4 separate regions of the Mus musculus genome follow, and regions 2, 3 and 4 are each linked to region 1. A link is a contact called in public HiChIP or PLAC-seq and promoter capture Hi-C data. All regions are on one chromosome and are shown on one strand. Each heading gives the region's core, a stretch centred on a gene start, on an enhancer-like site or on the middle of the called end of the contact. The rest is flanking DNA. Distances are from core to core; before and after follow the strand shown.

Region 1 (5,484 bases), core at 1,110-3,609:
ATATATTCCATATAGTAGTACTTGATATAAAACTTGTTTCTTACTGGGGGGGGTCTCATCAATGAGTTTGAAATGTCACTGATCTATGGAAATTCCAAATTGTTACTAAATGGTAATATAAGAGAAATGGATGGAAATTTAAATTGAGTAGTCCTGGAGTTTCAAGTGTTAAGGGCAATATTATCTCATCTAGGATAAGTACTTCCCAAATGGATAGACCCAGCACTAAATCAACCTAAAAATACATTGTACGAGCTCTAACGTAAATCTCTTGAAATTGAAGAATTTCATACTAGACAAAAAAAAAAATCACTAAATGATGAGATAGTTTGCAGAATCGTAGCCATAACCGAAAAGTCAGTTTAGGACCACTGAGATCACTGGGTCAGTAATGGTGCTTGCTACCAAGCCTGCCAGCCTGAGTTTGGTTCCTGGGACTTACAGGATGGAACAGGAGAACTAAGCCCTGGTCCTCCCAACCTCCACAAGTACTAATGAGTGTGTCCCCCAATAAGTTTATTAAAGAAAAAAGCAGTCATCATCGTAACAGAAGTTATTAATGGTTTGCTCAGAAACAGTAGTACATCTTGACTAACAGACATGTGACATCTTACTGAAGTGTATGCTTAGGTTTATTCAGAAGTAGGTTGGGTGAGATAGAAAAGCTTAAATAGTTCCAGTGCTCCAGTTGGGGGGAGGAGAGGGCGCTGGCGTGTGTTTGTAAACATGGTGCTGAGGTGGTGGATCCTTAAGGACTTGCTGGCCAGCCAGTCTTCTACTTGGTGAGTTCTAGGCCAAACAAGGCCATTTCTCAAAAGAGACGGTGAATGGCACCGGATGAAGGACACAGGAAATTGTACTGTGGTCTTCCACACTGATGCTGTCTCGTCTAATTAGTTTCTAGGGGTCCAAGAGCAGAACGGGAAGAGATTTGTCTAAAACTTTGCCTACGGGAGTCTCCTCACGAGACTGGCTAGCGTTGGACCCCTTATAGCGTGTGCTTATAAATCAACTACTAGTGAAGCCAAATTAAGAGGATCACCTGAGCTCTGGAGAAAGATGGAGAGAGGAGAGGATGGGGCGAGGAGGAGGTGGAGGTATAGCCACTCTTACCAGACTGGGCGCTCCAGAGGTCTTTCTTGTTCACCTTTATACATCCAGTGTCTAGAAAAAGACCTACAACAGTTGGGTTTATCCCACAAAGAGGTCTGGAGATTTAAGGCTCAGCCCAGGTTCTTACTCTGCCTCCTATGTAAACAGAATAAAACCATCATGTTTCCAGCGTATTTTGATAATGTCCCTCTCTCCGCTGGAGAGGTGGCCCACTGCCTAGTGTATGTCAAATTTCTGGTGTTTATAGTCAGAATTTCTATTGGGCAAGAGTGGCTGTACACACACAAACTTAAGTTCCAGGAAAACTTAGCGGACGATCTCCCTCATTAACGATTCTTTTGCCAAAATTTACATCAAGGTTGCTTCTAATTCAACTTACATTCGGGAATAGGCAAGAAAAATTGTAGCTTTATAGGATCGTTAAGATTATCTTACAACACACGGGAGAAGGATAAAAATCAAAGGATGGTTCATGAGACTCTAACAACCCTCTGGTGGATCGAGCCAGGTTGCTGTCAAAGCTACCTGGAAGTTACTTGGAGAGTGATGTTTTAGCTTATGCAGAACTAGCAGTAGAAATAACAGCGCTTTCCCAATACACCAGAAAGAATACTCGAATAACCTGTCATTAAAAACGGCATTTTGTACATTTGAGATAAGTCCTTATCTGTCGATATGGACACAATAGGGCACCAAATTAAGCATACAAAAATCTTGGCTCAAACTGAACACCTGGTTTTCAGGAGTCTGGGGCTTCTTCCAGGACCCCAGTCGGTTGCCTCTTCACACTCAGTGCCTCAGAGCTGTGGGTTCGGGTTCAAGCGCCCGGAGAGGGGCAGCCGTGGGCTCGGACCCCGACTCCACGCCTCCTCTCGCGTCCTGCGGGCCGGGCTATCGTTTTTTTTTTTTTTTTTTTTTTTTTAATAGCGGTTACCACGTCGCTCGCCCTGCGGGCTAGCGAGGCCGAGGTGGCGGCGCCTAGGGCTGAGGACAGCCTGTGTCCCCCCCACCGTGGAGGCTCGGCGGTACCCACCCCGGGTGCTCGCCTCCGTCGGGCACTGAACCGGGGAAACGGACCCCGAACGCAGGGGAGGGCCGTCTCGCCCGCTGGAGACCGACCGGATGCGGAAGCCCGAGCGCCGCTCACCTGCGAACTGTGGCCGCCACGGACTCTTGCGCCCCGCGGAGCGTTCGGGTTCTCGCTCGCTCTGCGCACGCGCAGCCACACCTCCACCGTTCTCCCTCCCCCGCGGTAGAAGCTAACGGAGACCGGCGCACGCCTGAGCGCGGGCGGAAGCTCCGGGGGTTGGACTCAGCGGAAGGGGAAAGGCGGGGCGAGCGCGGAGCCGAGTCTCTGCCGGCGAGGGTGAGGGCTGCGCTCCTGTCGTCCGTAGTTCCGGGAGACCCGGTCAAAGTGATCAGGCCGGCGCTGCAGGGGCGACAGCTTCTCGGCAGGACCTCGCGAGGTCTCGGAGGCTCATGGAAAGGAGGCCACCAAGGCCTCCCTGTTGTCCAGGGCATCACCTGCTCGCCTACCCACGACGCTGCGGTAGGTCTAGACGTCCGGGATGGTTTCCTAAAAAGACGCTGTAATCTTGTAATTCTGTAACAAGATGACAATAATAAAAATGGAGGACGACTGTGTGTTTTGTTCGATTTTATTTCAGCAAAACGCTGTTTACACGAACCAGTCCTGGTGGCGGATGCCATTGGTCTCAGCACTTGGGAGTAGAGGGAGAGGAATCCCTGTGTTCTACATAGTGACTTCCAGGCCAGCCAGGGCTATATCGTGAGGCCCGTGTCAAAGGAGGAAAAAATTTCAAATTCAAGCATAGTTAATATGCACCGGGGCAGGTAACCCATAAAGGATGGCCCTTCTGATGGTGAAGGTCCACTTTAAGCAATATAAAAAATGATCTCTATAGACGGTTGAGTGCCTTAATTTCTTGTTGACACATCTAAGGGTCAGGAATGGCAGTACACTCCTGATCTCTATCCTCTAATCACCAGAGTACACGAATATGTTACTTTATCTGGCACAAGAATTTAGCTGATGCAATTAAATTTACATTATCCAGGAGCTCATTGTGTAATCAGCCACTATAAATCCCTATAAAAGGGAGAGGCAAAAGCTTCCAAGCCAGTTAGTTGTAGGAGCTGGGACACAAAATAGTTGAGTGATGTGTGGAAGAGTCAATGAGCCAAAGAATGCATGCATCTCTGGAAGACTGAAAAGAGGGGAGAAGTGGCTTCTACCCCGAAAGAACTCAAATATGCCTGGATTTTAGATTTCTGACCTCCACAGCTCCCTAATCCAAATCAATGAGTTGTTTTATACATCTAACTTTGTAGTAATTTGTTACAGCCATAATAAGTTCTCAGCACTTAAATAAAGGTACTAAGGAAGCAAGCACAAACTTAACATTATATCCTAGGGACTACGAGTGTATTGTTTGTCAGAGCCATGACAGAATAGCTAACACAGTGAGGAAAGATGTGTTGACTCACATTTTGAGAGGGTTCAGTCCTTCATGGCACTACAGAGCAGCAGTTTGTGGAATTATAAGACTGGAGAATCTGGCCTACAGGAAGAGGCCAGGGCAAGGTATAATGCTAGAGATACCTCTAGTGACCTTCTTCCACCTAGGCGCCACCTCCTCCCTATCACCACCTGCTAATAATGCCAGCATATTATGAATCCATCAAGGGTCACTTCATTGATGAGATCAGAGCCCACATGATGTCTCTGGAAATGCCCTCCAGACACACCCAGAGGTGAGCTTCACTAAGTGTCTAGGTGTCTAATCGTGTGTGTGTGTGTGTGTGTGTGTGTGTGATCACAACCACAGCCATCAGACTCAAGAAAGGACTCTTATTTTGAACAATATATTTTATATTTTTGGGGTCCTGATTATTAACAAAGAGAAACTTTTTTTCTTCATTTTGTTGGCTCAAAGACAGTATTTCACTTAATTTTTAACTAATGAAAAAATATTCTGTCAGGGTAGATATAAAGTGTTTGAGTAGACATTTCTCCAAAGAAGATACAAATAGCCAACAACACAAGAAAACACAGGGACTTCACTAAAAATGATTTGAACGAAAATAACCTCTATATGCATGTATTTGAATACTTGGTCCTCAGTTGGTGGAACTGTTTGGGAAGGAGTAAGGTGTGCCTTGTTGGAAGTGTGGCACTAGGGGTGAGCTTTGGCAAAGATCTCAAAAGCCTTCTACTGCTCTGCCTCCTGCTTTTGGATTAAGAAGGGAGTTGTCATCTGTCCCTGCTGCCATGCCATGCCTTTGCACTGCTATCATGGACTCTGACCCTCTGAAACTGGGAACCCAACTAATTGCTCTATTTTATAAGTTGCCTTGGTCACGTTGCTTTGACACAGCAATAAAAAAGTCGCTTAAGACACTACCCATTAAGGAACTGCATATCAAAATCTGTGAAGGCCTTTGAGATGATCGTGTCTGGTAGGTAAATGTGCTTGCCAGATGACTAGAATTAGATCCCAGAACACAAGAAAACATTCAAGGCCACGGAGACAGCACAACTGGTACAAAGTAATTCCAAAGGCAACCTGACAACCTGAATAGAACTTCTAGATTCCACAGTGGAAGTAAAAAACTGGCTACAACCTCACAACTTTTCTATGACACACCTGTGCTCACAAAGTTACCCTAGAACCACAGCTTCACTGTGGTACTTTGCTCTGTACCTGCACACCAAGCATACAAAGTCAGACAATGAGGTTCATTTTAGCCCCACTTGGAGAGTTACCATTTTAGAAGTAGCTGTTGCAAAAACTAGAAATAGACAACAAGATGGATAAGACTCAAAGAAATTGGAAGCCTTTTGCACAGTTGATACATAAGACAGCAGGATAGGAAATTATGGTATTTTCTTGAAAATAGTAAATAGAATTATATGAACTAGCAATTACATTTCAGGATATATGCTCAAAAGAATTCAAAGCAGCATCTTGGATATTTGTACATCTAGATTCATAGCATTGTTATTTATAATACTCAAAATATAAAAACAACCTGAGTCTATGAACATAAAATGTTGATACAGGCACTTGCATACACAGTGAAATTTTACCCAATCACGAAAAGGAACGAAATCCTAATACATGAAAGTTTAAGAAATGATGCTAAATGAAGAAAGCTAGTCAGAAAAGACAAATACATGATTCCATGTCTAAGAGGCTTAGAATAATGTAATTCATGCGAAGCGGTTCTGGGGAGGAGAATGGCAAGTTGTTTGATGGCAGAGCTTCTGTCCAGTTGCCTGGTAGAAAAAGTTTTGGACATGGTAGCGTAAGTTCTTTGGTGGCAGAGTATCTATGCAATTGCCTGCTA
Region 2 (5,484 bases), core at 1,871-4,370, 410 kb before region 1:
CAGTGCTATAGGCACTGAAGGTAAGCTGCCTCGCCTGTGAGGCCAGTGTATTCTAAAGTAGATTCGACAGCTTGGTTTCTGGGCCTGGGGTAGATCAGGATCTGCCTAGCATGTGCGAGGAGAAACAAGATCTTGGCTTAACCAAGGATTATGTTCAGACTGGCTCAATGCTACCCTTAACTTTCACAGATCTAATAATCGGATCCCTAAAATAAACTTGAGGCACATTTTGAACATGTATATTTTAGTAGCTCTAATATATGAACAGATCTTCAGTTTAGGAAAACTTAAATCAATGGCAGACCATAAAATTGAATTTAGCGGTGAAGTAGACAAACCTTCTCATAGATACACGAAGACATGGTGTATAACTGTGTATCACATTCTACACACAATTCTATTCATAAAACTCGATGTACAATTCTATTAGTACTTTTCTAATTCTATTAGGTATACAAATTTATAATTTTTTAGCTAACATTTCTATGTTATATTATGGCAACAGCAAGGTCTCAGAGTATTAAACTTCAAAGTATTAAAATAATAGCTAACTACATTTTCCCAACTGTCTTACTGTTTCTCAGCCCCTCAGGACCCTCCTGCCATTTCAATGAAACAGCTTCTAAAGTATGAACATGGGCTGGACAAAGGTGGTTGGCCTTTACAGCACGTCTGAGTGGGCTGAGGACTGATGGAAACTGATAAAGCAGAGCGCAGTTGTTCAACTCAGACTTGTGCACAGTACACACCGCCTAGAAGATCTGAGGAGTAACCGAGTCTTCCTTCCCTTCAGCAGGAAGCTAGAAGGTGATGCTGTTGTCTCACTGACTTACAATAATGCTGTCCGTTACCTTTCTGCAAACTGCTGCCACTCTACAAGCAAATGCCTGGATCCCTTCTGATGTGCAGTAACCAGGACTCACCTTTCCCGTTCCCTTTGGTCCTTTCTCTTGAACGTTTGAATAATCTTGACACAGCTGTTTTAAATTAGATAAGAAATGCTTGGACTTCTTAAGTGATGACTTTCTCTCCTTAAGGTCATCATATTTTGTTTGTAGTTGTTTCAGTTGTGGTTCTAATCTAGATAACAAAATTTTTTTTTAATCTCAAAAACAAATTTTACAAAATACAAATTAATAGAAATATATGTGGTGTTTGTGGACTGAAAATATTAAGGTGCCCACATTATAAAAAACAAAAACGCAAACCAAAAATAACAAAACATTTCTCCCATATAAACAACATAGAGTGTACAAGCATGAACATCCTGGGTGAGGGAAGAACAGAACAGAAGTGGACTTGGTGGCCTGGCTCGCCTCGCACACTATGAACGTGTAAATGATCCTAGGTTTCTGCTCAACGCAACTGTGACACACAGTGAGCAGTGACAGCCATGGGGACATGCCTCACAGATGACAAAATCCACCAAATTACTCAAGTCCTGGGAACTACTGCAGTCAATATAAATTTGGCTGACATTTTCTGAGCATAGGCAGGAGTAGCCAGCCTGACAGCTTAACCAGGAGGTCATGCAGAAAGTTCCCCTTTTAAAAATCCTTAGTTTCTGTGGCCAAATAAAATCAGCAGAAAAACTGTCCCAGAGCCTGGAGAGAAAGATGTGTGACCTGGGCGAACTGCCTGTGTCTGAGGCTTAGTTTCTTCACCTATAAAAGAAAAGGGAATTTGCAAATAAAAATATAAAAAAAACCTAAGCTTGAATTGAAAAATAGTGTGTGTTTCTCGTGTTTTTCCCTCTGTTTGCTTTGTTTTATTTTGGTTGGTTGGTTAGTTGGTTGGTTTTTTATTTGTCTGTTCTCCTAAGGAGAAAGAAAGCATGGAGTTGGAGAGGTGAAGTGCGGGGGATCTGGGAGGAGACAAAAGTGGGGAAACCATGATCAGAATAAACTATGAAAACATTTTATTTTCAATTTTTAGAAAGAGCTCTTCACACCAAACAACTGAAGATTTCTCAGCAAACTGACGGCCACGGCCAGGATTGCATTCCCTGCCTTCCCTAGGGATGGGACGGGCTGTAACTAAGAGACGCCCCAGTGCCTCAGGCACCTCCTATGCAAAGTTTAAACCATCACACACTTTATCTTACTATGCATTTTCAAAATATTTGTCTGACTACAATTTCACCTAGAAAAGGAACTAAAAAGTCCAGTCTCAACACGTCTCAGTGGTCTCACACTGATGACGAGCTGAATAGAACAGCCTTATTATAGTTTAATTATAGAGCCATACAGTGACCTACCTCATGGAATCATATTGACTAAGCACGGGCCAACTGAATGACGTATTTAGGAAAAGTACCCTCCCATAAAGGAAGCTGTGAACTGTTACTGTCAATATTACTATATTACCCCACTTTTCCTGTTTTGGCCAAATCTGTAAATAACAGAATAGGCAACTAATTTGTCTCTCTCAAAATCCTGTGGCAGTCACTTAAAACCTAGTACTTAGCCCAGCAAGGTAGTGCCCACCTTTAGTCCCAGGACTCGGGAAGCACAGGTTGGTGAATCTACAAGAATTCGAGACCAGCCTGGTCTACAAATTAAGTTCCAGATCAGCTAGAGCTATACAGAGAAATCCTGTCTCAAAAAAACAAAACACAACCTAGTAATTTCAAGTGTTTACTGACAGATCGGAGGATCTGCTCAAGCCTTGTGCGACCACACCCATGTGGTCCTAGGAATTAACGCACTGCTGTTCATGCCAGGCAGGTGCTCTACCACTGAGCCACATCCCCAGCCTGTCCAAGCACTTTTAAAGCATCTTTAGAGTAGAGAGCGTGGCAAACTCTACTACACGAACGCCTCTGGCTCGCACTCCATACCTCAGAAGCCCAAAATGTACAGACAGACTACCACAGTGTGCACTAACCCCAGGGCATGGGGACTGCCCCCAACCCTAGACCTCAGAATAAGGACTGATGTGTCTCTGCAGAGTGTGTATTTCAACAGTCACTGAAGAGCCAGTGACCAGACTGACTTACATAGTAAAACCATCTATCAAAAAGTAAAATAAGCAAGCAAGCAACATAAACAGACCTCTCTGCCTGAGACCAGCAGACAACTGTGCCTAGGTTTACTCAGTGACTCACAGGACACCCTCTAAGGAACAGGTACAGTTACGCCCATATACACAGGAAGGGGCTGAGGCCCTGAACAGTCAGTGCCTCACTCAAGTCTGCAGTCAATGGTAGAGCCTGATTCAAGCTCCAGACAGTCTAATCCTATAGTCTATGTAGCTAAAGCTGTAATCAGACTGCCTGAGACCAGACCAGATGCTGAGAGTCAGAGCAGAGTTGACGGTCCTTACAGCACTCCCCTAAGTGACGAACGCTACTGCCCCTTTAGATGACTTCTCAGATAGAGCAGATATTACCTTACCGAATCAGTTCATCCTGGACTTCAATTAAACGCTGCCTTTTCTTTTCCATGTTGGCAATTATCTGAGCAATATAATAACGTACTTAGGTTAACATGGGAGAAGTTTCAGCACTTCAGCTAAGACTTTGGGTCCATGGACCCTCCTCTTGCCTCCCAGTTTGACTTGTTTAGCAGTTTCATTCACTACAGACCCAGGGGTAATCTTTTCTGTCTATGAGCTGTCTGGGGCTGGGGGGGGGGGTAACTTGGACTGACAAAAGGCTAACAGAGATCCCCATTCCTCAGTGTCCATTAACATTACAAAAGCAATTAAAAACCTGACCAAGCCCACAAAAGCCCTTATAAAACTGCAGGTCACAAAACTACCAGCAAGTGTTTCCTTACTCCCCTGGTTCATAGCCCATGACTCACTAAGAGATTTGGCGATTACCTTGGTGTTCTTCATTTTCAGGGCTTTTAACATCTGGGCTTCTTTAAGCTACAACGACAACAAAATAAAGTATATCTCATTTTCCAAGATGAACTGTATAAAGATCCACATGAGAAGGCCTTTGGGAGACACCAGTTGGTAAACCGCCTGTCACAAAAGCAAGAGGACCCAAGCTTGGATCCTGGCACTGGCACATTTGGATTTTATGAGGGGCTGGTGGGGATGAGTGGGTCCTTGTGGTCCAGCTGAGCTCACTGGCTGGCCAGCCTGGAGAAGCCAATGATCTTCAAGTTCAGTGAGACCTGTCTCAAACAGTAAGTTTTAGGGTGATTGGTGAAGTTACTCAGAGTGGGCCTCTGGCTTCCACATCCACACATGCACAGAAGGAAGTAAGAGGAGTTCTCACGTGTTTCTCGTCACAGAGCCAGCAAGTGCAAGCTGTTCTACAACCACAGGATCATGTCCAAACTTTAGTTTAAAACATTTTAGAGTAGCCAGGTGTATTGGTATCTGCCTTTCATTTCAGCACTTGGAGGGTAGAGGCAGGCAGATCTCTGTGAGTTTGAGACCAGCCAGGTCTACATAGTGAGTTCCAGGACAGCTAGGGATACATACAAAGACCCTGTCTCAAACAAATACAAGAAACTTACCATTCTGATGAGTTCTCCTTTCATTTTAAAATAAAACTTGTTGATGGCTTGATTACAACTTTCAGATTCTACTCTTTGCCTGTAAATTGATTTTTTAAAAAAGAGAGAAATGTACAGAGATCAGCCACACTGATCATGAGGGGAACAGGAAAACTACAGAGCAAGCCTATATCCACATCCACGCACTCGTGCACACAAGGTGGGCTGCAATGTGGTGGGGGGACAGTGTTGCACACATGCAATGTGGTGGGAGGCAGTGTTGCACACACACCTGTGCTTTCAGAGGCCAAGGGAGACAACCAGAGTCCTGCCCTGTCACACTCCTCAACCCCTGAGACTGGGTTTCCCATGAAACCGTCTTCAGTCTTTGCAGCCCTTATGTCTCTGCCCTGCACAGCACTGAGTTACAGCCGTGCACAGCCATGCCTAGCTTCTTATATGGACTCAAGAGCCACACGTGGGCCCTTATGCTTGCATAGTGAACCCTCTTACCTAGGGAGCCCTTTCCCCAGTTACTGAGGAGAGAACTCTAAAACCGGGTCAAGTTCTCAGAAAAACATTAGAAATGGTGTACTGGCTAGTTTTGTGTCAACGTGACACAGCTGGAGTTATCACAGAGAAAGGAGCTTCAGTTGAGGAAATGCCTCCATGAGTTCTAACTGTAAGGCATTTTCTCAATTAGTGATCAAGGGGGAAAGGCCCCTTGTGGGTGGGACCATCTCTGGGCTGGTAGTCTTGGGTTCTATAAGAGAGCAGGCTGAGCAAGCCAGGGGAAGCAAGCCAGTAAAGAACATCCCTCCATGGCCTCTGCATCAGTTCCTGCTTTCTGACCTGCTTGAGTTCCAGCCCCGACTTCCTTGATGATGAACAGCAATGTGGAAGTGTAAGCTGAATAAACCCTTTCCTCCCCAACTTGCTACGTGGTCAAGATGTTTGCACAGGAATAGAAACCCTGACAGATGGTTAAAAAAAAAATTAAAACAAATGTTATGTGGTTCAGCTATTCAAC
Region 3 (5,484 bases), core at 1,688-4,187, 390 kb before region 1:
GAGCTTTATTCAAGGCTAGCGTCTGCTCAGCAGGGCAGGGAGCCTGCCTGAGAAGGGAGAAAGCCAGGGACAGACAAGAAGGCCAAAAGCGCTCTGAAGGCCTAACCCCGAACCTGAAAAGCAAACTCCCTCCTCACACTAACTTGAAATGGCATTGGATAAGATTTTGAAATTAGCAATCAAGAGTGTTACACAAATACGCTTGCCTTTAACAGGCATTTCCTGAAGAAAAATAAAACCGTATATGAACCAAGAGGAATTCTATAAACTCATATGCAGCTGTTAAAAAAACTAAGTGGAAAAAAAATGACATTTCAAAACATTATAAAGCTTTTACGTGATGTCAAATATCTGAATAAAAATAGAAACTAGACTCAGAAGAAAAGATGGTTCTAAAACGCTAACAAAGTTCCTTTTCTCCAACATTCTGGATAAAACACTTTTTAAAGCTGCTATAAAAAAGTTTGTCAAAGCCAGGCGTGGTGGCACACGGCTTTATTCCCAGCACTTGGGAGGCAGAGGCAGGCAGATTTCTGGGTTCGAGGCCAGCCTGGTCTACAAAGTGAGTTCCAGGATAGCCAGGGCTATACAGAGAAACTCTGTCTCAAAAAAACCAAAAACCAAAAAAAAAGTTTGTCAAGTGTGGAGGTGGAGGCTAAGGTGGTGATGGTGACCCAGCACTCGGAGGCAGATGCAAGTAGATTTCTGTGAGCTCAAGGCCTAGACTGGTCTACAGAGTGAGTTCCAGGACAGCCAGGTCTAATAGAGAAACCTTGTCTCAAATTAAAAAAAAAAAAAAGTAAAATAAAAATAAGAAAGAAAGAAAAGAAACAAAGAAAAGATTTTGTTAAGAGAACTCTCCAAAGTATGATTCCCACAAAATGATAGCTTTGCCTTCAATGGCTTAAGGGGGGGAAAAATCACATTAACAATCTTGCTTACCTGTTTCCTGGAATATGTGCTTCTCAAAGTGTTCTTTGAATGTTTTGCACTATTAAAACACAGATGACAAAATTTTAAAAGTGAATTCAGCAGATATTTTGAGCAACTGGGAAAGCACTGTAAGCTATAATCCTTCCAAGGCGCACCTTTCCAAATTATCCTCATTACTGCTCACCCAGCAGAGCTGAAGCCAGGCAATAAACCACTGGGGAGCAGGGTTGGGGGGGACACCTATCACTTTGTTAACCATCTCAGTTGTGTGTATTAGGCTACAATAGAAAAGACTTATTGCCACCCACACTCCCAGCACAGAATACCGCAGTAATAATCCGAGGGGAGGGGGCTGGGACTCCCCACTTGTAGCCAACTCTCAGACCTGTACTGCCTTTGCTTTGGGATAACCGCAGACTGTGATTCTGAGCTCAGAAAGCTTAAGTGACTTCTGAATGGCACCTCGAAACAGAAGTAGGTGGGACAACCTGGAGGCATAAATTGCCTAGCCTGAACTCTTTTCCATCTGACTCTTTTTTTTTATGATTTGTTTATTTTATGTATAGGAGTACACTGTAGCTGTACAGATGGTTGTGAGCCTGAGCCTTCATGTGGTTGTTGGGAATTGAGCTTTTAGGACCTCTGCTCTGCTCGCTCCGGTCAACTCCACTTGCTCAGTCCCTGCTGGCTCTAGCCCAAAGATTTAGGTATTATTATACACAAGTACATTGTAGCTGTCTTCAGACCCACCAGAATAGGGTGTCAGATCTCATTACGGGTGATTGTGAGCCACCATGTGGTTGCTGGGATTTGAACTCAGGACCTTCAGAAGAGCAGTCAGTGCTTTTACCTGCTGAGCCATCTCACCAGCCCCTCTACCTGTTTCTTGTGTGTGCTCCAAAACCAGAGAAATTCCCTTCTAGCTGTGGGCTGGAGTCCTGGAGCAGTTTCCAAACTCTACAGAAACCTCTTTCTTTCCTAAAGGAAATCTCTACAGTAACCATTTTATATAATCTTTGCTGTATGCATCCGTGTGTTTTAGGAGTGATAATGAACAGATTTCATAAATTCCAAGCCTCAAGATGTTGAAACAACAAAAACCACTGGTTTGGCAGATCAAGTTCTAAGCTCCTTTCCCTTGCTCAAAGGTGGTGGTGGCTCACGCCTTTCATCTCAGCACTTGGGAGGCTGAGGCAGGTGATCTCTAAGTTTATGGCCAGCCTGGTCTACAAGAGTTGAGTTCCAGGACAGCCAGGGCCACACAGAAAAATTCTGTCTCGAAAAACCAAAAAAGGTAAAAGCACAAACCAGCATGCCCTGATAAGCTCCTTTGCCCTTTTTAAATCTTCCTTCCCACTGCTCACCGAATGTGGATTCCCCCACCATCTGTGTCCTGTGGTAGCTACAAGCATCATCTTCCATAGGTAATCCTCCCACGGAAGACTTCCTACGCAGAGGAGACCTTTCTATCCAAATCTCTACCAGGCTTTGGATGCGCGCCAGACACGCCCAGAATATCCTTCGCCAGGAGTTGGTGGCGCTAACCTTTCGGGCCGCTTACTAACTTCTTTTCAGATGCACACCTCTTATATAATGAAAAGATCCATGAAGCACTCTGAATGTCCTTTAGGTATTTAGGCAAGGCCAGCCCAAGCTCTAAACAAGCAGCTGCCTGGTCCCTCGCTAGAGATTTCGTTTGGCTTCCGTGTTTTCTATTACGAAAACAGCTGCGTCTTAGAAATAAAAAGCAATGTCGACAGACCAGAAATGATTACTGTTAAATATTTGCTTGTCACATGAAAGCGACGCTGGTGTCTGAGTTCCCCTACCACACAGCTTGACTCCTGGCTCTAGGATTCGGGGCTGTGGGAATTGAGGCCGGGTCAGCGAGTCTCTGGGACGGGTTGAGCCCATCCTGGGCGGATTTCGGGGCGGCAGCACTTACCCCGGGTTCCCCGAGTATCTCAAACTTCTCCTTGCAGCCATCCTACCGTTCCCAAAGGCAGGGACTCCAAACTCGCGCCTAGCCGGTCTTGCTCTGAACAGCCAATCAGAGCCTAGTCCTCGCTATGCTCCGCCTTTTCCGGGGCGGGGCCAGAGAGCGTCCTGGGCGAGAGCACGATGAAATCCAGGCCTGGAAAACACCCAACAGCGGAGCGGAGTCCAAAGCAACCGGCTTAGCTGCTGCAGGCTGTCTCTCCCGCTCTCGCTCCGTTCCGTAAATTTAGAACTCCCCGGCCTCGTGGGCGGGTAAATGACCCGGAGCTGGTGTGGGTGTGGGTGGACCCGAGCCAGCCGCCAGCGGATCCAAAACTCCAGTGCTTCCGGGCGGGCTGTTAGTTGATGGACTACTGTCAAATCCTTCGCATTGCTAAATGCAGATGCCGCTTTTAGCTCCCTGTAGCAGCTCACTGTTGAACGCGACACGTTATTTGTCCTCCCTTCCAGGTCCTTCGTAAAGCGGGAAGGTCCCTTCTGGATCCATACTCACGATTCTTTTGTTTTTACATTTTTCTTGTGGTACAAAAGAATGAAAAATTGATTTAAAGGGATCAAAGATATAAGAAGTAAAAAAAACGGCCAAACTCAGAAGAAAACTGAATCAAGACGTTGGACTTGGCAATGAATTTTTTTTTAAGATTTATGTGTATCGATGCAAAATGTTATATATTTATTATATATACGCATATGTATGTATATATACACACACACACACGCATATATATATACACATCCGTGGTCCCAGTGGAGGTCAGAGGAGGGCATCAGATACCCTGAAACTGGAGTTACAGATAGTTATGAGGCTGGGAAACTCTGAGGTCTTTGGCAAGAGGCTCCAAATGGCTGAGTCATCTCTCCAGCTCCAACAATGATTTCTTGATTAACCTAAAACACAGTGGTAATGAGAAAGGCCAGAAATGGGGGTGATGGGAGAGATAGATGGTTGTGTAAAAAAGGTGGATGTATTTAAACACTTAAAATGACTGGAATAAAAAGCTGAAATGTCCAATTTTATGTTATAAATTTTATCACAATAAAAATATGAATACAAGCTAGGCAGTGGTGGTGCTTGCCTTTAGTCCTAGAGGCAGAAGCAGGTAGCATGGCCTACAGAGTGAGTTCCAGGACAGCCAGGCCTACACAAAGAAACCCTGTCTCCAACAAAGGGTATTTAACACTGTAAAAATAAAACATAGACACCTATATTACTGAATCAGAACATAAAATGTAACAGTTCTCTCAGACTCTTCCATGAATGGCCCTTTTCACAAACCATACGGTTTTTTTTATTTGTCTTTAGCATTTTTATGCTTTTCAGCCTCGATATGCCTCTGTGTATAATCATTGTATATTTCTATCTCTATAAATAACGTTTGGTAGGTTTTCTGCAAGTATCCTAACCAAAGCCATAATTTTTAAAGTGTCCACATCTGCATGCAGCTGTAGTTCATTCATGCTGCCTTTGGAATTCATTAAGTAACTATTTGCATCGCTTTTATTCCTCTGTGCTATGGGTACATCAATGTTTTCTATTTACTATTCCCGACAGCACATCACCAGGAATTCTTACGCACATCTTCCAGGGCACTTGTCTGTGAGTATCTAGGGTCAGTAGAGATACCATGTAAGATGTAGTCGTGGTCAGCTTTGCATGACACCAGGTTTTGTACATTGTTTTGTGAACTGTAGACTGTTTTCTTTACCCCTCCCTCCACTCTGCCTACTCAGTAAGTTCTAAAGAGTTTCACATCTCCTGTCTACTGAGATGAAACGCTTGTGTTTATGACGTGCGTTTCCCTCAAGGTTATTTCTGTTTCCTCGTCATCGAAAGGTGTGCGTCCTCAATTACCCAGAAACCATCTGGATGACTGCCAGAGGAGGGCAGATCACCTTGTGGGTATTGCAGGAAGTTCCTCATGGATGGGTAGAAACGGGCTTCCTGGAAGCATGGAAAACTGGCATACTATAGAGAGCAGAGGTAACTCCATTTTCTGGGAAGGGAGATGTGGATAAACCTTTTATGCTTTGGAGTTGGGGAAAAAAGAAACCACTCGGGTGCTCAAACAGGAAGGGGACTCCTCCCTCAGTGGAAACGAGCAAAACTCATCCAGATAGGTTTAAATCATTAAAGTTCTGAGTTTGTGTCACGGAGACGTCCAAGGATAGGATGCCTGTCACGCTGCTTTCTCTGTTTGATCCCAAGTTTCTAGAGGTCACTGGAGCTCTGAGGACATTGTCTTGACCTTTCATCAACCTTAACCTCAGGCTGGGTTCTATACCACCACCACTTCCACCACCTCCACCAGAACCAGCACCTGGATTTGCTCTGACCCGGGCACTGTTCTAAGTGTTTAATTTCTATCAGCTCATTGAATGCTCTAAGTAGCCCTCTGTGGTGGGTACCATAACCCCATTTTATGTCTATCAACACTAAGGAACAGCCCCATCAGTAGCTAACAGATCTGCCTGCCTTTTCTTGAGCCAAGGCTCTGGATCAGGTCTGTACCTGGCAGCTATGCTGTGTTTCAGGTTTGAATTCCACCATTCATT
Region 4 (5,484 bases), core at 2,198-4,697, 280 kb after region 1:
TGTCTCCTAAGGAGCAGGTGCTTACTATGTGCAAGCTCCTTGACTTAGCATGAGGTTATATCCCAAGCAACTGCAACCTCTTTATGCAGCTGGAGACACCTTAAATCAACCAACACTGAATATACCAAACCTGCAGAACGTCCTGTTGTAGAGCAGTGCAATACACTGTAGAGGCTCACGGTTGCTCTGCCGATTGGTTGGCACTAACCGTGGCCTTTTACCACTGTCCAGCATCAAGACAGAGTCACACACTGTCAGTGGCTAGCACAGGCAGAGACGGAAAACTCTTAAGTATGGTCTGACTTGAAGGTGTCACTTTCAAACCATTATAAAGTGGCAGTGTCATGAACCGAGGGCCCTGCACAGTCTGCATTGATACAGCACCAGACAGGCAGGGGTACATCCAATCTAGCTTGTAGGAGGACCAAAACAAATTTAGATGGCTTGAGAAAATGGATGGAACTTCTTATGACAGAAAGTATGGCATACTTCAGTTCTTTGTGTCCTTAACAAAACAGACAATTACCTTTTTTTGTGGGGTGAGTATTTTGAGAGCACAATCTACTTATTTATGACAATAAAGTTATGTAAAAGGTGAGCAACTTAGTCATTTGTATTATAGCTATATTTATTTTATAACATATGTGATATACCAGGTGCTGCTATGTATTAAACAGTTTCCGACATAAAAGGTTCCTGCCCTTGGGGAGCAAGTGATGGAGTCAGATATGCTTAAGTATCTTGGGTATAGACAAGATAATAAGAGAGGATAGGCAGAAAGCTATGTATGATTATGCAATAGATGAAGTGACCATCATTAGAGGATTAGAGGAGGGCTAGGTTTTCATGGGCAGAGTGGACCACGGGGTAGGGCTGGAGAGAAGAATTCTGGGAGAGAGTGGTGTGTATCAGAAGCACAGCCATGCCAACGAGATCATAAACAGCCCTGAGCTGTGGCATCACTGTCCTTGTATGGAGTGAGAAGAGGAACAGGAGACGCAGGGAAGAAAAGAAGTCAGAACAGAGAGTTAAACAGCCACGCAGAAGAGCCCACCTTCTGTTGTCTAGAAGCTAGTGATGTCACTGAAGGATGCTTAATGGGAAAAATGGACAGCCCACTGCACCTTTCAAAGGCGGATGGTAAGAATATGCAGGGTGACTTGGAGACTATAGGCAGGCTTCTGGGCAGGACGTTATGATATCTTGAATAAAGGCAGCAGCCCGAAGAACAGCGCCACTGACAAATTGCATGTCACTGGGGACAGTGAGGGACATTTTTCTCATGCGTAGACTGAAGTAATAGAATAATATTAAATTTACAAAATGGAATGACTGCCTAGCAGCAGCAGATACTTTTCACTAACACCTCTGAATTTTCACCCAGGTGACTTCTCATGTCTCTGTAATTATTATGAACGTAATATTCTTAATAAGAATCCACAAAGGCATAAAAGCCCAAGTTAAGTGGGCTTGCATTGATTTAACAAGAATCCCTGATATGTATGGCTTTGGGGACAGTCGGGGTGGAACAATTCGGTGGTATCTGTTCCCTAGAAGTTAAAACCATCGGAAAGGTGTATTTTAAATAAATAACATCTGGTTTATTATTGAATCAAGTGCCCACAGTTGTGACACACATTAGCTGAGTTAAAAATCCAAGACAGAATGGCTCTTCAAATAAAAATGTCATGACATCAAATACATGGTCTTTGTAGTCTGAATGCAGATGTAAGATTGCACTAAGATAAATCTTGCTTTAAGTGTCAATGATCCCAAGCTTCAAACATGTGATTCATTAGACAGATATGTTACAGAGTAATAGTAAGATAATTCCTTTATAAATTTTCTCCAAGGGTCTTTATGACATAATCCATTCTTTTGGATTTAATTTAAATATGATGTATTCTTTGTTAGCATTCAAGAGCTTCTGTTACTTAATATGAGCAAGTGGGACCTTATAAACTAGGCATATTTCTTAGAGACAGTGGAAACTGTTTTCTTTGGTAAATCTATAAAAGGAATGGCTTGGCCCACACCATGGAAGCATTTTCTGCTTAATTTACTTAAGAGCATTTCTGGGGGGATGTTTTAATGTCTCATATAAAAACACATGTCAGATGTGTTTACATGTTTTTTTGAAAAATGTAAAACAAAGCTTGAGATGAGCCGTTGTATGCAACCCTATGATACACGCTTTGGGCTTCTTCAAAAGCTTAGGGCGCCACAAATAATATTAATGTGTGTACAGTGCCCTATTCAAAACCTGTGATTGATCAGGTTATAAAGCATGTATTCATAAAATATAGCATGAGCAGAGAAGCATAAAATAAGAAAACCATAACACTTGGAACATAAAATGATAACATTTAAAAGTTTGTGCTTTCACGTTTCGAACGGCTTGCATGAGTAACTGAAAAGATTGCTTTCAAAAGTTGAGGAAGTTATCAACTAGATGCTTAACAATTACTCTAGAAATTTGCTGACAGAAAAGGAACCCTGGGTTTCATTTTTACACCCTCCTTCTTGTTGGGTTCTGCTTAAGATACCCTGGAATAAGGCAGTTTGGTTTTTTGCTACTACAGTCTTCCTTTTTAAAGTTATTAGACTGAGTGGTTGCTCTCTATCAGGTAAACTATAGCCCAGGTTTTCTTTGCAGTTTGAGTTATAGGTAATGCTTCGTCAGCCAAGTTCCAAGCTTTGGAAAAATATTTATCCAAAATGCCTGGAAACGGAGGAATACACATTAGTAATATTTTCCCTGTCTGGCTGATATGAGAGGTTCCGACTTGGCCAGTCCAAGCTGTGCCCTGAGAACAGTACCCTGCTGAAGTTCCCATCCAGGCAAGAAAACTGCTCAGATGCAAGTGTAGAGCCACCAAATAACCACTAGAGTGACACCTCTTTCTTGCTCTCCATATCTGATGTGTGTGTGTGTGTGTGTGTGTGGTGGGGAGCCAAAAGCACCCCTCAGCTATGGAGCCCTCCTCTGAGCCCAGCACTGTCAGTTGACCTTTCTGGCTAATGTGGCTGGGGACCAAGGAAAAGGGATGCAGAGTTTGTGAGCTGCCTTGATTAAATCTCAGAACTGCTTTGCATCCTCCAGCTTGTTGCTGAAGTCTAACTGGGAGCCAGAAGCTCAGGCCCCCGCCAGTGCACCATCCTGCCTCCCTCCCTGGGTCTCTTGGTTTCTCTCTTTAACTCCAGGGCTACTCTCGGATGCCAGGTGACCTGTAGCACAAAATCAGAATGGAAAACACCTACCCTGGTGATGACCAAAGGCTGATTGAAGTCTATGCCCCCAGAGAGTCTGAAGCCCCAGGGCGCAGGACCCGGGAGAACTACGTTCTGGGGCATGGTGCCTTCCCTCGAGTGGGTCCAGCGACGGTGGCTCTGCAAAGCGCTTGTCTCGGAACCGGACAACCTACTTAGCTCCTGGGGCTGCGACCTAACTGGGAATGCTGTCCCGGAGATTTATCCCTGCTGCGAGTGACGTCACTGGCCTCCCCTCTTCCCCGCCCCCTCCCACCAAGGAGAGCTCCAACTTTGGAAGTGAGAGACAGCGCCTGGTCAGAGGCGCTCCCAGCTGGGTGCAGTCGCCCAGACCTCTCCCCGCCCAAGGAGGCTTCGGGTTACAGCTTCCATCATTCCATTAAGTAACACCTGTCCTCCTGTTTATCGTCTACTTGCTCAGCGGTGCACTTTACTGGGAAGTTAAAAGCAATCACACCGCAGCCTCTATGCTTTCAATTAAAATAAAACCCAAGCACAACCAGGCACTTAGGAATTTAGCAGTTTTGTGCACGCGTTGATGTTCTCTCTTAGTATCTAGCTTTGGTCAAGTTAAAGTCTTCATTTCTTTCGGCTGTAAAAACAGGAGTAATTATTGTACTTGTAGGAGTATTGGAAGGATTTGGTGGCAATAAAATGAAATGTTTCTGTGCAGCGCCCCGCACAGCATAAAAAACAAAAAAAGTCGAGTATTTCTATAATTAAAATATATGTTCCCACGCAGATTGTGCTTGTCTTTGTGATACAGAAATGACTTTGTTATCTGTGAAGTTTACGCTCGGAATCACCCCCTCTTTTGCCCTGCTTACCCCTCAATATCTCACCGCGTGCTAAGTACGTTTCGTTTTAAGTTTGGGCTACATTCACAACTATCCCAGCCGCAGGCGGCAGCACACTGCTTAGACTCTGCATGTTGGACACGGCTGTTTAATACATGGAGGCAAGAGTCAGGACGCCTCTCTGGATGCTGCAGCCAAAATGAAGGTGTCTGTGGGAGTGGGAGTAAAGGGGACCCAGAGCAGAGCACTTGCAATAGAGCATTCTGTTCCGATGTACTGGGAGAAAAGAAAAAAGTGATTTAAGAACCCGTAAATGGAAGGAATCCGTCTGGGAAAGTGGAAACGGCAGAAGGTCACCAAGGAGATTTGTTGGTCACCTCTGTGGTCCAGGTGTGGTAATGATTGCTTTACCTGTGTCTTTGTGCCTTTGTTTTGGCTGGTGTCATTTCTCAGGCTGGCGAATAGCTTCTCTGAATTGGAAGAGCTCACATCAAATCCTATAGCTAACAAATGGTAGAAGTAAAATAAACAATCCAGGTTAGCTCAACTCGAGGGTCTGCTTGGACCAGGAGGAGAGGTGTGTGTGTGTGTGTGTGGGGGGGGGGGGTCTGGGTAGCATCCTGGTTTAGATGTAGTGTAGAATCAAGTGTATCTGGTGCTATGGGTTAGGATGCTCTGATTCTTAAGAAGAGAGGCAAGGATGGGGAAAGAGAAGTGTGAATTGCCTAAAACCCGAGAGAAGGGTCTTGGACTTAACGAGCAAGCACAGGGTCATCCTGGCCCAGGAGAGCAGAGCACTTGCAATAGAGCGTTCTGTTTGGACGGTGCTTGGAGCAAAGATAACAGATCCAGGAACCTGTAAATGGAACAAAACAGTCTGGGAAAGCTCAGGGCAGGAATGTCACCAGCCCACCCAGAGCCAGGGATGGCACCACTCCACCCACTGTGCTGGGCTGCCTGGGTCTCAGGGGATAGAAAGGCCAATTTTCTAGATCCAGGTATTTTCCAGTGTCCTACTTTGTTGAATTATCAGTAAAATAAACATAACATGTTCTGTTGATTTTGTCTACTGTGAATAGGTGTATGATTATAGACCACGTTTCCTCTGTCAGTCACTGGCTAGGTTGTTGTACACCCCCACCCTGCCCCACACCTCTGTGTGCACCCACATATACACGCATGCACAGCTACACACACACAGATGTCTGCACACACAAATAACTGTTGCAAAAATAATGAGATGTTGTATAACTGTCATCACCAATTATTTAAACCTATCTCATGATTTGGCTAATAGGTCCGGTTGCCCCCCCCTCACTCTCTTTCTCTCTCCGTATATATATAATCATTGCACCAAATATTTGGTGCCATTAGATCAGAGCTTCTTCAACTTTTTCCATTAATGACTCATTTTTAT

The links. Promoter capture Hi-C pulls out the DNA fragments that hold promoters and counts their contacts. HiChIP or PLAC-seq counts read pairs in DNA pulled down with a chosen protein or histone mark.
Region 2: a FOXA1 HiChIP or PLAC-seq map of pancreatic cancer cells shows a contact between it and region 1. The contact joins the enhancer-like site here to the promoter of Cfap97 in region 1. A contact is called at or near these places in 1 of 39 promoter capture datasets (HPC-7-derived erythroid cells), 8 of 115 datasets of contacts at active chromatin or transcription factors (acute myeloid leukemia, bone marrow-derived macrophages, embryonic stem cells and 4 more) and 1 of 9 other capture datasets (liver).
Region 3: a contact with region 1 is called in an H3K27ac HiChIP or PLAC-seq map of embryonic stem cells, with 7 times the contacts expected there. The contact joins the promoter of Cenpu here to the promoter of Cfap97 in region 1. A contact is called at or near these places in 16 of 39 promoter capture datasets (the 3T3-L1 cell line, the C10 cell line, the HPC-7 cell line and 10 more), 1 of 15 datasets of contacts at CTCF or cohesin (pro-B cells), 21 of 484 Hi-C or Micro-C datasets (the Ba/F3 cell line, CD4 T cells, CD8 T cells and 15 more), 25 of 115 datasets of contacts at active chromatin or transcription factors (the 230-238 cell line, astrocytes, bone marrow-derived macrophages and 14 more) and 3 of 9 other capture datasets (adipose tissue, liver and macrophages).
Region 4: a promoter capture Hi-C map of embryonic stem cells shows a contact between it and region 1, with 2.7 times the contacts expected there. The contact joins the promoter of Pdlim3 here to the promoter of Cfap97 in region 1. A contact is called at or near these places in 1 of 39 promoter capture datasets (embryonic stem cells), 1 of 484 Hi-C or Micro-C datasets (pre-B cells) and 1 of 9 other capture datasets (adipose tissue).

What each region holds. Positions count from the first base shown.
Region 1 is chr8:46,160,526-46,166,009 of GRCm38.p6, reverse strand. It overlaps Cfap97 (cilia and flagella associated protein 97), which reads right to left and starts at 2,359. Exons shown (of 5, transcript NM_025747.4): 1 at 2,261-2,359.
Region 2 is chr8:46,571,822-46,577,305 of GRCm38.p6, reverse strand. It overlaps Cenpu (centromere protein U), which reads right to left. Exons shown (of 13, transcript NM_027973.4): 9 at 4,476-4,554; 10 at 3,826-3,873; 11 at 3,396-3,457; 12 at 924-1,080. Primpol (primase and polymerase (DNA-directed)) reads left to right here. Exons shown (of 15, transcript NM_001001184.2): 15 at 585-1,723. Among named protein-coding and RNA genes, the nearest start is that of Gm45607, 22 kb to the left of the region's middle. Within about 2 kb of position 3,120, at least 26 of the 459 cell types and tissues checked have an H3K27ac peak or open chromatin away from gene starts, as enhancers often do. A contact at or near this core is called in embryonic stem cells and pancreatic cancer cells, where this site is marked.
Region 3 is chr8:46,549,522-46,555,005 of GRCm38.p6, reverse strand. It overlaps Cenpu (centromere protein U), which reads right to left and starts at 2,937. Exons shown (of 13, transcript NM_027973.4): 1 at 2,879-2,937; 2 at 943-991. The coding sequence starts at 2,919.
Region 4 is chr8:45,883,450-45,888,933 of GRCm38.p6, reverse strand. It overlaps Pdlim3 (PDZ and LIM domain 3), which reads right to left and starts at 3,447. Exons shown (of 8, transcript NM_001374652.2): 1 at 3,262-3,447. The coding sequence starts at 3,354.